2 separate regions of the Oryctolagus cuniculus genome follow, and region 1 is linked to region 2. A link is a contact called in public Hi-C data. All regions are on one chromosome and are shown on one strand. Each heading gives the region's core, a stretch centred on a gene start, on an enhancer-like site or on the middle of the called end of the contact. The rest is flanking DNA. Distances are from core to core; before and after follow the strand shown.

Evidence for each region. Hi-C and Micro-C count contacts between places; a contact is called where the count stands out from the background.
Region 1: a Hi-C map of embryonic fibroblasts shows a contact between it and region 2, with 4 times the contacts expected there. The contact joins two enhancer-like sites. A contact is called at or near these places in 4 of 6 Hi-C or Micro-C datasets (ear pinna, embryonic fibroblasts, psoas muscle and 1 more).

The regions. Positions count from the first base shown.
Region 1 is chr8:46,181,320-46,186,043 of mOryCun1.1, forward strand. The region is part of intron 3 of SYNPO2 (synaptopodin 2); the gene reads right to left. Among named protein-coding and RNA genes, the nearest start is that of MYOZ2, 140 kb to the left of the region's middle. Within about 2 kb of position 1,837, at least 1 of the 8 cell types and tissues checked has an H3K27ac peak or open chromatin away from gene starts, as enhancers often do.
Region 2 is chr8:46,127,297-46,132,100 of mOryCun1.1, forward strand. The region is part of intron 6 of SYNPO2 (synaptopodin 2); the gene reads right to left. Among named protein-coding and RNA genes, the nearest start is that of MYOZ2, 85 kb to the left of the region's middle. Within about 2 kb of position 1,930, at least 3 of the 8 cell types and tissues checked have an H3K27ac peak or open chromatin away from gene starts, as enhancers often do.

The DNA.
Region 1 (4,724 bases), core at 587-3,086, 54 kb after region 2:
TCTTTGCATCAGAGTGAAATTCTAAAGAATGAAAAGCGTATTATCCAGTTTCTCCTTGATGTTATTTCAATGGGACATTCTATGTTTTGAGAGAAAATAACCTATTAGAGGCATAGGAGCAAATTATTAGATCTTTGTTCATTTATTTCACTTTCATCAAGTTGTGCTGTGAACTTGATTTAGTCCATTTCTTTCCCATGTCCATTGAGATGTCCAAAGACAACTCATTACAGATTTTATTTAACTGTAATTTCACCTACACCAGTGCTAAAGCTAATGAGATATCTAAAAAAGACTTTGACTTGGCAAACTCAGCGAATTCTGTTGGTTTTATTAAGTGAGACATACAAAATATTTGCAATACACATGAATGGACACCAGTAATCCACTGGAGGTTTCTGGCCCATTCATAGATGTTCCTAGGAGAAGTTGTTGGGAGCTCTGGGGGCAGCAGTAACAGCACATGGGTAACATTCTGCTTCCTGGTTCCTCTCATGAAGCCAGAGCACTTATTTAACGGGAGCTGAGATGGGAAAAGGAAGAGCATGTGCACCACTCAACCTGAAATAGAACGTGGAACAATGTGGGAAGTAAAATTCCCAGCCAGAATCCTTCTCAGTACAGAACTGTTCTCTGCCACCCATAGTGGTTTAAATTAATCCCAAATAAAACCTGGAAGTCTGAATCCTGGACTAAATCACCGAGTGGAAGATAGTGCAATTGTTCACAGATGCTTCTTGTCATCTATAAAGCTGGGAATGGGCCAGTGACATTTCCAGAGACACCTTTATTATCATCAATGCCAATGAGGGTCAAGTTTCCGTTGACTTTTTAAAACCACATGAAATCTTAGAAATAAAGAAGGCCAAAAAATGTTTAGATCTTCTCCATGGTGGTGTTGCACAGACACTTGCTCTCTGTTGGTTATCTGTGTTGCCGGAGTTCCTGTTTGTCTTACTCAGGGTGACCTAGCAGAATGTGTGCTAACCTCCAGGAACCTTGGCCTCCAAACTCCAGTTTGAGTTGACATTTTTAAACATGCCGAACTTATTTTACAATCTTGAGCTCATAAAAGAGTAAATGAGCAGAAAAGAAGCAAAAGACTGAACTGGATTTCTGGGTTGTACATTTATGGTTATAGTTTCCACTGTGACTGTTTGAAAATATAGTGTGAGAAAATGTGTCATGTGGTGTGAGAGTATTTTATAGGCTGAGTCAGTTTTAGAAAGGGTTGGGGTCATATGGTGGGTTTAAATAATAATGTTAAGCTTTGAAAAGACCTCAAATTTTAAGAACAAAGGTCTTTTATACCTTGGGTCAGGGTTTTTATCTGTATATGGACAAGCAGAGGGGAAGAAAGATTGTGTCTCAAATCACACACTTGTCTGTAGAATTTCTAATCCTGATTCAATGGACAAACAAGGAAAACCCAACAGTTGGAGGTGCACCATCAAGCTAAGATTGCTAAATAGCCAGTCTCACAGGCAGGCTGAACAGCTGGCTTATTCCCTGTTCCCCCCCACTTTATGAACGGCTACAGAATTATGTAGTAAACAATGGTGTTCATGTGAAAAACAGCTCAACAACCTGCCTTGACCACAGATAGCCAAATGTGGATGACATGGCACAGAATTAGATCCTAGATCAGGGATAACATAAGGACACTGAACAGACTTGTGCACAGGGCTCAGCCCAGGCAGCAGATGTTAAATAAGACACTCTGGATATGTACCCAGCATTCAGTAAATACTTGTTGATTAATTGATTGACTTACTGATTGACAAAGCAGTCACTGGGCACGCCAAGTTGAATGGCAGGGCTTTGACATTAACTCTATTAATATGTCAGCAGCTTAGGCAAGTCTCAAAATTTTCCTGCCACAGGATCGTCATTTCTACCACACAGTGGATAATCACCTTCCTGTAGTAGTCACAAAGAAGAAGAGAAGACTGAAAGAAAAGACAAGATTACCGGTGAAGTCTGAGGTTCCCTTCTCCAATCAAGAGGAGCCAACGACAGCTTTTGCAAGGAGCCAAAGCTTGACAGCTCAGCTGTCAGTCTCCTGAAAGGAGAGACAGAGGGCAAACCACGTTCCAGGAGCATGAGGCACGGCCAGGCGCAGGGGACAGGCTGGGCAGCAGGGCTGGAGGACTGGCAGAAGCTGAGGAACGCTGAGCAGACAAATGGAATCAGGATGAAGAAACCTCAGGAATTTTCTGTCTTTAAAATCTTTCCCCTAAACCCTGCAACCCCCCTTGGAGCAGCGGCTCTCAAACTCTAGTGTGCATAAGGATCACTAGGACATTTGATTTGTACATAGAGTGCCAAATCCTACCCCCCAGACTCTGAACTAGTAGGTCACAGCTGGAGCCAGGAACCTGTATCTTAGCAAGCTAGCCACAGGTTCCTGTAGCAAGAAGTCTAGCACCACACCCAGAGAAGTATTGACGTAAAGGGAGACCATCAAGCTCTGTACATGGTAACGGCAATGACAGACACCAGTGATGGCCCAAAGATGACACTGGATTTTATATCCAAACTGCTCTAATTTGGATTTCTCAGTGTCTCTGGGACCAAACATTCAGAAACCACTTCCTGAGTGTTCATCCTGTGAAAAGCATTGACCTAATGGATGCAAAATAGACAAGGATAAGAACAGTTATGTGCACAAGGAACTACAAAACAGGCTGACTTGGATCATCAAGGGCTTAGGAGGGAAGGAGTGGTTCTAAATGCTATGAGCTGAGAGAAAGCACTTTGGCATTGGTGCTATATGCAGTGAATTTGGAAGGAAGCTAGGACTGCATTTGTGATGTAGAAGGGTACCACAGGTAGACATGATGGCCCAGAGGTAGGGAGTCTTTTCCTACCAAGGTTCATTTGGATTTTTTTAAAAGACTGATCTACTTATTTAAAAGGCAGAGTTATGGAGAGAGAGGGAGAGAGAGAGAGAGAGAGAGAGAGAGAGAGAGAAAGGTCTTCTATCGCTGGTTCACTCTCCAAATGGATGGAGGCTGAAGCCAGCATCCAAGCACTTGGGCCATCTTCCAACGCATTACCAGACACATTAGCAGGGAGCTGGATCAGAAGGGGAGCATCTGGGACTTGAACCGGTGCCCATATGGGATGCTGGTGTTATAGATGGCAGCTTAACCCACTAAGCCACAGCGCAGGCTCCCATTTGTTTATTTATAACATCATTCACGGGCCATACACAATGATCAACTTAAAAATCAGTCTGCTACAGATTTATTGAATTTCAACTACCTCCTGCAGTTGCCTTCTCAGGGCCTGACCAAATGATTCTACAGACCTTGTAAGACCCACAGGCCTTACATTCCCCACCCCTGGAAGACAAGCAGTCTAAGAATCCAGAGTGATGGCATAAGAGTTGCCTATGGAACGTGTTAGAATGGAGACAGGAGGCAGAGAGAGCAAAAGAGAAGGCTAGAAAAGTGGGCTCTGGCCACTGCTTAGGGGACTTTGAATGACAGGATGAAGACGTCAGACTTTGCTCTTAAGGCAACGTTTTAATTTTTAACTGAATAGTTAATATTTAATGCTTACCTCAAACATTATTAATAACAGCTAACATTTTCATAGGATACAAAATTTTAAAAGGACAAGATGGTGCATAAGGTAAATTTCTGCTTCGTTCCATTTCTGTCTTCTAGCCATTTATTTTGGAAGCAACTAATGTCACCAACTTCTTTTGAATAGGAAGGATCACTTGCAAAAATAGCCGAGGGCCAAATATTGGTTGGACTGGGGTGGGGAAGAGAGAGATTAATGACAGAGGCTTGAGTTTGGTGATCATTTCAAACGTCTAGCTGATGGAAGGAAAGTTTGAAGCAGAGCACTGTGGGCGTATACATAAAGCAGATCCTGAACGGACATTTCATAGTCCTTCACTTTCAATGCCCAAACCACATACATACAAAAGCAGGAGTCCAAGATGACTTGATCCTAGACTTTAGGAATGGTTAGGAGGGGGAAGTTAGTTTGGGACACAGAGATGGGGAGGCTGTGCAGGAAAGATGAACTCTATTTTGGAAAATTAAAAAACCGTTTATTCATTTTTATTTATTTGAAAGGCACAGGGACTGAGAGAGAAAGAAATTTTTCACCCACTGGTTCATTCCCCAGCTGCCTACAACAGCTAGGGCTGGGCCAGGCTGAAATCAGGAGTTAAAAACTTCATCAGGGTCTCCCACGTGAATGGCAGGAACTCAGCACTTGGTCATCATCTACTGCCCTCCAGGTGCATTAATCAGGCATCCAGGGGGCAGAGGCAGGACTTGATCCCAGGCATCCTAATGTGGGAACTACGCATTCCAGGCAGCAGTTTAATCTGCTGAACCACAATTCCTGCTCCTATTTTGGGAATTTTTGCTTGAGGTAATGCAAATAGACGCCTAAGTGTCAAATATTGCACTGGGGGGAGGGGAAGGGCACACAGCTTGGAATGGAGGTGAAATATATAGTGGGGAGTCAATAGCAAAGGGACAGTGGTCATTAAAGCTGCAGGATTAGATGAACTCAGTGAAGAATGCATAGAAGATAAAGAGGCCAAGTGCCAAAAATCCCCGCATGTAAGGAGGAACTAGAAGTGGGGCAGCAGAGACTGGGCAGCAATGGTGGAAGGGAGGTGAAGAAAGAATCTCAAAGGGAGAAGGGGGCCGGCGCCGTGGCTCACTAGGCTAGTCCTCCGCCTTGCGGCGCCG
Region 2 (4,804 bases), core at 680-3,179:
AGTCCTCGTGAGGTTGCTTGAATTACTGTCACAGCTTCCTTCCCACCCATGTCATCCTGACTTGGACCCAAAAGCTTGGCTCAGGTCTGTTGGATGGCCTTACAAAGAGATTATTCCACTAAATAAAACTACCAAAGATGCCCTGACTTCTAAAATGTATCCGGAAGACAACAAAAAACAATGTGCTTTTTTTTTTTAGGTACTTTCGAGAACATTTTTCTGTTTATTCCTAGAATGTGCATCTCTTGTTTTTAAAATTTCTTTCATGAAGAAACCATTCATTAATAGTTGTTAAAAGGCACAAGAAGTAGGAGCAGTGAACACAGATTTCTCCATGGCCGCTTGAGCACTATTATTTTGAGTATTATTGTCAGGTAGAGGAAGGAGAGTACTCTGGAAGCAGGGTCTTTGTGCTCTTTGGATGAAGGATCTTGAATTTGTTTCATCAGTCATGAAGCACATGTACCTAAGATAAATACATCAAGAATGATAAAAACAGGGGTTGGTGCTGTGGTGTACTGGGCTAAGCCTCTGCCTGCAGCACCTGGCATCCCATATGGGTGCTGGTTGGAGTCCCCTGCTGCTCCACTTTCAATCCAGCTCTCTGCTATGGCCTGGGAAAGCAGTGGAAGATGGCCCAAGTGCTTGGGCCCTTCCACCCACGTGGGAAACCCAAAGGAAGCTCCTGGCTCCTGGCTCAGCTCCAGCCATTGCAGCCATTTGGGGAGTGCACCAGTGGATGAAAGTTCTTTCTCTCTCTCTCTTTCTCCCTCTCTCTGTAACTCTGTCTCTCAAATAAATAAATACACCTTTTTTAAAAAAATACTAATACAAAGGAAATGGTAAGGAGCTTTAAATAAAAAACAAAAACGAGAGGTGGGTATTTGGTCTGTTTGTTAATTTGCCAGTTAAGATGCCAAAGTCCCTTATTAGAGTGTCTTTGTTTGAGTCCTAGTGCAACTCCTGATTCCAGCTTTCTGCTAAAACACATTCTGAAAGGTGGGTGGTTCAAGTAGTTGGGTCCCCACTGCCTACTTGGGAGACCTGGCTTGAGCTTCTTAACTCATGGATTGCTCGGCCAACTCCCAGCCTTTGTGGACATCGCAGGGAGTGAATCAGCAGACGGGAGCTCTCTCTGTCTGCTCTCCTCTCTGCCTTTCAATAAAAACAAAAGAAAACTTGAAAAATTATATATATATCAGTAACCAAAAAATCACTTAACTGTAGAATCCTATATAGGCCTTTCACTTTTTATATTTTAGATGCATTTTATTAGTTGATAAAACATTGATTACATCAAGAAACTGGGAAATGTTTGGCAGGCATCAGTATTTTTAATTAAGTTTCAGTTCAATTGCCTGTGAGTAGTTCTAAAATTTCCAATGCCCAGTGGTAGTTTAGTGTACACATGTGCATACCTAGAAACATTCTATTTTTTAAAAGTTCAGGAATGATCAGCACCTGCTATACCAAGGAAAGGGGGATTGTGATTCATAGGCTCCTGTGGACGGTGGGCTGTCATGGACCTGACAGTCACAGATGACTGACCTCTAATTTCTGTACATATTTTTGAGAACCATAGCAGGATAAACAAGAGACTGACCTCTTCCACCAATTCTGCCTGGAGTTTGGGTCCTGTGGGAATTTGTTAGTTTGCCTGTGGCCCTATGCCAACCCTGGTGGGAAGTCTAGAGAAGAATTCAGTTCTGTTTTTCCCAGAACACTTGTTGATGAACTCAGCAGCACCAAAGTGTCGCATGGGTCTTTGAGTCCCCCCGAGTCCAATGAGACTGGGGACATAAGACCAGCGAGGGTCAGTACCTCTGGGAATACAATGTGGGTTCTTAGAATTTACATCCTTTTCTCATGAACTTATCAAAAAAGTCTAAAAACAAACTCAACAGCCCTGACTTCAGTAGAGAATGAGCACACACCCCACCACTTCCCTTGGGAAGCATTTTAAGCATTTAGCTGTTCAGAAAACACTTCTTTTTGATGATGGTGACTTCAAATATGCTTCCTGCCGAGTTGGTGGTGACTCATCAAACAGCACCACTGATCTCAGGAATTCACTCTTAGAATGTAGGTGCTTACAGGGTCTCTAATTTGTAAGTATATAAAACTATACACAGCAATGAAGGTTTTATTTGGAAGATTAATTCCAAACTGAGGCTGGCACCGCGGCTCACTAGGCTAATCCTCCGCCTTGCGGCGCCAGCACACCGGGTTGTAGTCCTGGTCGGGGCGCTGGATTCTGTCCCGGTTGCCCCTCTTCCAGGCCAGCTCTCTGCTGTGGCCAGGGAGTGCAGTGGAGGATGGCCCAAGTGCTTTGGCCCTGCACCCCATGGGAGACCAGGATAAGTACCTGGCTCCTGGCTTCGGATCAGCGCGGTGCGCTGGCTGCAGCGGCCATTGGAGGGTGAACCAACGGCAGGGGGAGGACCTTTCTCTCTGTCTCTCTCTCTCACTGTCCACTCTGCCTGTCAAAAAATAAAATAAAATAAAAATTCCAGACTGAGACACTTAGCAGCCACGTGTCTTCTGCTCTCAAGTGGCTTCACTGAGAAAGAACCACATAGAAGGCTTGGCATGCCTGGCAGCAGCAAACCAACCTTCAAAGGTCTAACCGCACTGCTGCATTTGGGAAAATCCTCCTTACTCCACCTCACTCCTTTAATGTAGATCAGTAAATGGAAATCAATAGTTTTCCATGTCTCAGATGCGACTCTTGGCACCAGGCTAGAATTCAGGTTGTGTGATATCCCAGCTGTCCCACGAGGCCTGCTTCCTGAAAGTCAGCACTACCCCAGAGCAGTTCAGTGGCCCTGGCTTATTTTAAGGAACTGTTTGTAACTCGGATTGATTTTGCTATGGTTAAAATTGAGTTACTTCTTGTGAAGATTAAATGAAATAGTTAATGCAAAGGCATGATACATGTTACTAACTCATACAAGATGTATTTTGAAATGCAAAGTTTCACATGCTCTAGAGTAACAGCCCACATATGTCTTATAACATATAATCCTATAAGTGTATGCTGTATATGCTATCTACTATCCACATGCAGAAACAATGTATATCTTCTCTCAAAACAGAGTGTGTCTATTATTAAAACGTTAGAAATAAAACCGCAAATAGTCCAAGATTAAAGTGGCAACCTCACCAGTTCTGTGATCCAGTGTGCCCTCCTGTAAGGGGGGTGGTGTGTGTGCTAAACTTGCATTAACCTTTCTTCCTGCTCGAATCTCAAGCATGCATTCTCACTATGGCACACCATCCTCACCAGGAAGAGAGGTTGGAAACATTAATAAGGGGAAAGTCATGGAAAAAGAAATTTGTTTACAAAACTGCATAAAGTCAGTGATTATGATCACACTGTAGTCGATATTTCAGTGCCAGTATAAACCATGCAGTGGAGTCCTTAGGATGATGCCCACAGGGCGTCTAACACAACACAGGCACTCAGTAAATGACTGCTGCCATTATGCTGACAACGAAAACGGACTTCATGGGTGCTTTACATAGAAATAAAGCTAACAAAGGACAGAGGAAGATGCAAGTTGTTAAAAACAAAGCAAAAACTGCCTCTCCAAGTCCCATAACCAGCCAACCAACTACTCAACCAACCATCATTACAACAAAAACCAGCAATGCTCAGACTACAAATGGTGCCTGGAGAGAGGCTGATGCCCTGGGTTCTAACCCTCCCACCTGATACAATGATGTCACTTTCATAGCCTCAACCTGAAATGTGGTACATACAGCTCCCTGGAGGGAAGAGGGAAAGGAAATCTCTCTTACGCCAGGGAACTGCCTTAGTCCTCCCTCCCACTTCCATATGCCTCAGAGGTCAGGCTCTCTGTTGTGGATATTGTTTTAGAGTTTTCTCTTCTATAAAGAGGGATTACATGGTCCAAGATGAGACCTATACTACCAGTTCCCAGTTGAGGTTGTACATGCTTTGACCGCATGCCTGGCATGTCTCTAAGAAGCTTTTTGGAAACCCAAACAGTGCCAGGATGACTGGAAGACACATTCATGTTAACTGTGTCTTTAGTCATCAACTCCAAATAGGGACTCTGCTAAGACTGCCACCTGTCCAACAGGAAATGGACTGAAAACACTTCTCATTCCTGCATACCGCAAACCACTGGACAACTGGGAATATTTCTAGGTCATTACCATCCTAGCATACTTTGAATGGATGGTCTTAAATTGACTACCTGTGTGTTCCATGCCTTTCCTCTAGCATATGCTGTTCTTTAAATGCTATGTTAAGAATGCAACATTATGAAAATTATCTCCCTTCCTGTTTCACCTTAAAAAGACTTTTTTTAGTTAAAAAAATACAAAATCCACAGCACTCAACAGACTTCCTTTGCAGAAAATAAATAATACAAACAATTGTGTTATATGATAAAAAGAACACTTTTTCCTTTATCCTCTATTGATCTTCTTAACTGATTTCCCAAAAAGGCAAATAAAAGATGGAACTACAGCCTGTGTTTGTAACCTACTGGTAAACTGCCACCAAAGACAATGGAACATTTTCCAGAGAAAAAGCAGAAGAATCAGCTCCATCATTCCTCCTCTTAGTGTGTTGTGTTTTAGAAATACCTAAAGCCTGCAGTTTTATAATGTATAGAGACACGGGTACACTTGAAAAAGGAAATTCAGATGTTACGAAAAATGACTTAGAACAGGTCATATAAAGAAAACTTTTTTTTAAAATACACACATTGAACAGAGAAAGAAGAAAGTAATATTTTAATAGGGTAGTGAAAAATATAGCAGATTGACAGTG